Linked DNA regions of Capra hircus: region 2 is linked to region 1. The links are chromatin contacts, called in public Hi-C maps. All regions are on one chromosome and are shown on one strand. Each heading gives the region's core, a stretch centred on a gene start, on an enhancer-like site or on the middle of the called end of the contact. The rest is flanking DNA. Distances are from core to core; before and after follow the strand shown.

Region 1 (2,768 bases), core at 105-2,604:
TGCTCTTGCCTGTAGAATCCCATGGACAGAGGAGCCTGGCCGGATACTGGTATTGACCAAACTTGGGGTCATGGGATCGCAGAGTCGGACAGGACTGAGTGACTAACAAGCCGTTCACACAGGGTGCATTAGATAAGTCCCTTCGCCTGCCTGGCTGAAGTGTAGTGATACCTACTGTTTGTAGCACAGGCTCAAATACCATGATGACTGAGTTGTCTTGGGCTGAGGAAGGCTTCTATGACCTCAACCTTTTGTGCAGAAATGAACTTCCTTACATTTAAGCACATCCTGTCCTGTGTCCATCTGGAGTGGACCACTTGTCTCTGCAGAGTGGACCTCGCTGTAGGTGGGCTACTACCACCACCCACCCCCACCCCCTGGCTGTGCTGCCGGAGCTTGGCTTGTGATTCAGTTCACAGCCGTGTTGGAGGGGCCCCAACAGGCAGTTCTTCAGGAGACGTGAAGGGAGGAGGTAATCACGGGCAAGTGGACGATGGGATCTCAGCTTCCAGCCCCAGGAAGTACTCAAGAGGCCCTTAGAGTGTCCCCTGCACCCAGTAAATGACTCAGCTACCCGGAGCCACAGTGAGAGTGGAGGAGGAGGCGGGCAGACACCAGACTTGCTGAAGCTGGTGGTCGCGGGCCCTCCAGGTGGAGGGAAGTCAGGAGAGAACGATAAAGGGAAGAATGAAAACAGGAAACAGGTGCCCGGTGATGCGTCATGCTGCGGAGCACTTGCTCGGGGCGAGGGGCTTAGTCACAAACAGCTGTATCCTGGCCTTAATCTCGTAGTCCTGCAGCTCATTCTCAGCCAGCGCAGGCACGTTCCACAGAGTCTGTCCACTCTGCTCTCATCCGGGTCAGCACAGAGACTGGAGCCGCGTTATGTAACAGTGCCCTGTGCCAGGTCATTTCCAAGGCAGCAGATCTAAGTAGGAAAGCCACATGCCCTCCGTCTACATCCCAGTCCTGCCTGGTGTGACTTAAGCCTGTTCTCACCGGACGTGGCCTGTGCGTGTCTGCAGAGAAGTCTTCAGTTATATGGGTTAGAGAAGATCTTTTAGTGCCTGAAAGTAATTACTGTGGATTGCTTTGGCTTATTTTCCTTTTCTTTGGCCATGCCTCTTGGCATGGGGGTTCTTAGTTCCCCGACCAGAGGTCGAACCCACACCCCTTGGCAGTGAGAGCGTGGAGTCCTAACCACTGGCGCGTCAGGGCTTTCCCCTTTTCCTCTTTTAATGCCCCTTTGTCCTTCGGGTTGCGGGTAGACTGCAGTGGCAGAGCAAGCGTCCGACTGCAGCCCCTGAGTATGTGTCAGAGCAAAGCGCACTCCCTGGCGTCAGTGAGCGTAGACCCTGTGCTGTGTCGGGGGATTGGCTATGGCGTGCATGGCGCAGCCTTACGTCTGTGAGCCTCGGTGCTGATCTAGGCTTTCATGGAAGCCAGCTGACCCGGGGCGCATCCTCTAACTGCAGCACCCCCTCCTTCTGTCCCCTTCTGTGGCCAGGGACTCACTGGGTTACCTGGGCAGGAGACTCACCCGGTCACCTGGGCAGAGGCTCCAGGCGTGGAGGCCAGTGTGCAAACTGGTCAGGAGAATTTTCCTGGGCTCAGAATCTAGTGCTAGTTATGTGACCGCTGCTTAATCTCTCTGAGCCTCCACTTCACCATCTGAAAAATGCGGGATAATGACAGAGCCTAACATATCCGGTGATGATGGGAACTGAGAGAAATCAGCGTGTGAAGCACTTCCCACTGCGCCTGGCACAGAAGTGCCTCTTAAGTGTTCATGAATTAAGCATCTAACGTGGCCCACCTCTTATGTGATTGTTTATTGTTCAGTCACTCAGTCAGGTCCAACTCTTGCAATGCCTTGGACTGTAGCCCACGAGGCTCCTCTGTCCATGGGATTTTCCAAGCAAGAATACTGGAGTGGGTTGCCATCTCCTTCTCCAGGGTATCTTCCTGACCCAGGGATCGAACCTTCATCTCCTGAATTGCAGACAGATTCTTTACCTCTGAGGTTCTGGGGAAGCCCTGTGTATATCTTTTGGTTTTATAAGCATCAAAGTGATTTTAATTTCTTTTATATAAATATGTTACTTAGTCATTCACTTCACCAGGGGATCTTCCTGACCTGCTCACTTGGCCAAAGGGCAGAGATCAGACTGCACTTGACCTTCTAACCCATGCTGCTCCGTGCTGGTCACCACAGAGGATGTATTGACACTTGAGTTTCCCCAGACGCGAAATGGGAAACACATTTACTGTGCAGAGCAGTTGTCAGCATTTCTGGCTCAGGATTTAAGTTCCTTGTGAAGTACAAAATAACCTGGGTACTGTTGGAAGACATCAAGAAATACTAGGTTTTGCCTTCTGATCTCTTATCTCGTAAATAAATTTGAATGCTACTAGTCTAGGTTTTATGAGGTTGCATTTTTTAAATAATTACTTTCACATTGAAAGCATTTTAAAAGGTTTTTAAAGAGGAAGTTTTTCTGTTTGTTTTAGTGAGCTCTAGACGCTTGCATCTTTCAAAGAATAAATCTTTTTGAGACCAAAAGGCAAAACCTGGTGGGTTAAGTGGGTTGGGATAAGACGTCTGTCATCCACTAAGCCTAAGCCCCAGTGCACGCTTTCGTCAGAGAGCCTGGCAGCGCTCACTGCTCTGAATCAATCACAGAAGTAGCCATGATCTTGCTAATCCTTGTAAACCCAGGCTCAAAGCATTGTACAGTCCCTCTGCAGGAAAGGAATTCTCGTCCCCG
Region 2 (2,813 bases), core at 260-2,759, 420 kb before region 1:
GGAAGAGGACTGAGTGGGTCAGGGGGAGCATTTGGATCTCTGCCCCTTCCAAGCTGCTTCCACTGGCTGCTTCCAGCCTCCTCCTCAGTGTCTTAGGCCCTCTCCTTTACCAAGGCATCACAAAGGGCCAAACATGCATGTTACTCGGACTCTTGCTCCTGTGAAAGGGAGACTTATCCCAGGGACGCAGGACAGACTCCTGAGCTGGAATTTGCTGGCTCTCCCAAAGGATGGTGGAGGAAGAAAACAGGAATTTTTTTAAAAACTTTTAGAAAATGTTTAAATTTTTTTGTGTTTCTTAAATGTTTTGTTTACTGCTTTAAATGTAGCTTTCTAAAACTGCGGTGAGCATTTTCTGTAGCATTCAATATATTTTTTTATTTTACGGGGCCTCCCAGAGGACTCAGTGGTAAAGAATCCACCTGCCATTGCTGGAGACCCAGGTTCCATCCTTGGGTCGGGAAGATCCCCTGGAGGAGCGAATGGCAACCCACTCCAGTATTCTTGCCTGGAGAATCCCATGGACAGAGGAGCCTGGCGGCTACAGTTATGGGGTCGCACTGAGTCCGCCCGATTTAGCGACTAAACAACAATAAATTGGGGGTAGAGTGTAAAAAAAAAAAAAACTGGAATGGGAGCCTCGACTACATTGCTCTCCTTTTAAAACAGACTCTAACTTTGCTTTTCTTTCATTTAAGTCTTAACAGAAGAGTTTTTCATTAATTCAAACAGAGTGAGGTCACACTCCTGGAAGGAAGAAAGTGATTCCTTAAGTTTCGGGTAATGCGATTCTCGGTTCGAGACCTATTCTGCTTGAGGTTGAGCGCTAGGGGCGGCGGTCTGATCTCCAGGGAACGCAGTCTGGGTTGCACCAGCCCACGGCTGCCAGGCGCGAGGCGGGACCCGCGGAGGCTCCGGCGGACGCCTCGGGGTTCACACCGGGAGGGGGCGCGCAGCCCGCCCGCGCTGCCGCTGCCTCTCCGGCCAGCTCGCGGAGACGCAGACCCGGTCCCCGCATCGGCCGGGTGAGCCAGCGGCTGTCGTTGGGCGCGCTGCTCCCCGGGGCGCACGGAACCTCGTGGGACGCAAGCTGGCCTCTGCAGGACTCTCTGGGCTGACTCGGACCTCCGGGGGCGGGGTGGGAGCTCAGGTAGGGGAAGTGGGTTTGTGTTTTTCCTGTAAAAGGTAAGGACTCTTCTCTCTAGCACTTCCTTGATGTAGCCAACGGGTCAGAGGAAGATTTCAACAGGTGGCCGAGAGCGATCACGTGGTGCAGGTTGGGAGCCGGCCGCCCCCTCCCTTCGGAACTGCTCTTCTCCGCAGAGCTGCGCGGGTGCCCTCCGTCCATTCCGCCTCGCAGCCCCGCGGCGCTGGTGCGCGGAGAGGGCGGCGGGAACGGGCCTCCCCTGGAAGGCCGGAGACTAGCTCGGAGCGCGGGTCGGGTCCCCGGGACCGCAGAGCCCCCGCGGGGCAGCGGCGGCGAAGACTGAGTCTCTGTCCTCTCCAGGATGCACAACGCGTCGTACTGGGGGCCGGACCGCGCCAACACGTCGTGCCCGGCGCCCGCACCCACGCTCGTCTGCCCCAACGCGTCCGGGCCGCCGCAGCCGCTGCCGCCGCCGCTGGCCGTGGCCGTGCCCGTTGTGTACGCGGTGATCTGCGCCGTGGGACTGGCGGGCAACTCGGCGGTGCTGTTCGTGCTCCTGCGGGCGCCGCGCAGGAAGACCGTCACCAACCTGTTCATCCTCAACCTGGCCGTGGCCGACGAGCTCTTCACGCTCGTGCTGCCTGTCAACATCGCTGACTTTCTGCTGCAGCGCTGGCCCTTCGGGGAACTCCTATGCAAGCTCGTCGTGGCCGTCGACCAGTACAACACCTTCTCCAGCCTCTATTTCCTCACGGTCATGAGCGCCGACCGCTACCTGGTGGTGCTGGCCACCGCCGAGTCGCGCCGGGTGGCCGGCCGCACGTACGGCGCCGCGCGCGCGGTGAGCCTGGCCGTCTGGGGGGTCGCGACCCTGGTGGTGCTGCCCTTCGCGGTGTTCGCGCGGCTCGACGAGGAGCAGGGCCGGCGCCAGTGCGTGCTGGTCTTCCCGCAGCCCGAGGCCTTGTGGTGGCGCGCGAGCCGCCTGTACACGCTGGTGCTCGGCTTCGCCATCCCAGTGTCCACCATCTGCGTCCTCTACACCTCGCTGCTGTGCCGGCTGCGCGCCATACGCCTCGACAGCCACGCCAAGGCCCTGGACCGCGCCAAGAAGCGGGTGACCGTCCTTGTAGTGACCATCCTGGCCGTGTGCCTCCTCTGCTGGACGCCCTACCACCTGAGCACCGTGGTGGCGCTCACCACCGACCTCCCGCAGACGCCGCTGGTCATCGCCGTGTCCTACTTCATCACCAGCCTGAGCTACGCCAACAGCTGCCTCAACCCTTTCCTCTACGCCTTCCTGGACGACAGCTTCCGCCGGAGCCTCCGCCAGCTGCTGGCATGCCGCGCCGCCTCCTGAGCCCGACAGAGAGGAGCCGGCGTTCGGGGTCTCTCAGGGTGGTTCCCGACCCGCGCCAGCCCCGCAACCCCTCTCCCAGCTTGCTAGAGATGCGGATTCTTGGGCCTGTCCCGGGACCTCCGGCCTCGGAAGCTCTGTGGCTGCGCGCGCAATATGAATTTGCCGAGGCCTCGGGGTGCTGCGGGAGCGCGCGGAGCTTGGGGACTGCTGTGGCTGACAGCGCACAGACGGCTGCCTAATGCCAAAGGGCACCGAGGCAACCCCTAAGCTTGACACAGGAGAGGAGGAAGGGGGTCGTGATGCTGAGAC

What was found. A called contact is a pair of places that touch in the nucleus more often than the background predicts.
Region 2: a Hi-C map of liver shows a contact between it and region 1, with 7 times the contacts expected there. The contact joins the promoter of NPBWR1 here to the enhancer-like site in region 1. A contact is called at or near these places in 3 of 5 Hi-C or Micro-C datasets (blood and liver).

The regions. Positions count from the first base shown.
Region 1 is chr14:60,029,162-60,031,929 of ARS1.2, reverse strand. No RefSeq gene overlaps it. Among named protein-coding and RNA genes, the nearest start is that of MRPL15, 10 kb to the left of the region's middle. Within about 2 kb of position 1,354, at least 1 of the 5 cell types and tissues checked has an H3K27ac peak or open chromatin away from gene starts, as enhancers often do.
Region 2 is chr14:60,446,412-60,449,224 of ARS1.2, reverse strand. NPBWR1 (neuropeptides B/W receptor type 1) reads left to right here and starts at 1,509. Exons shown (of 1, transcript XM_018058126.1): 1 at 1,509-2,504. The coding sequence starts at 1,509. The coding sequence ends at 2,504.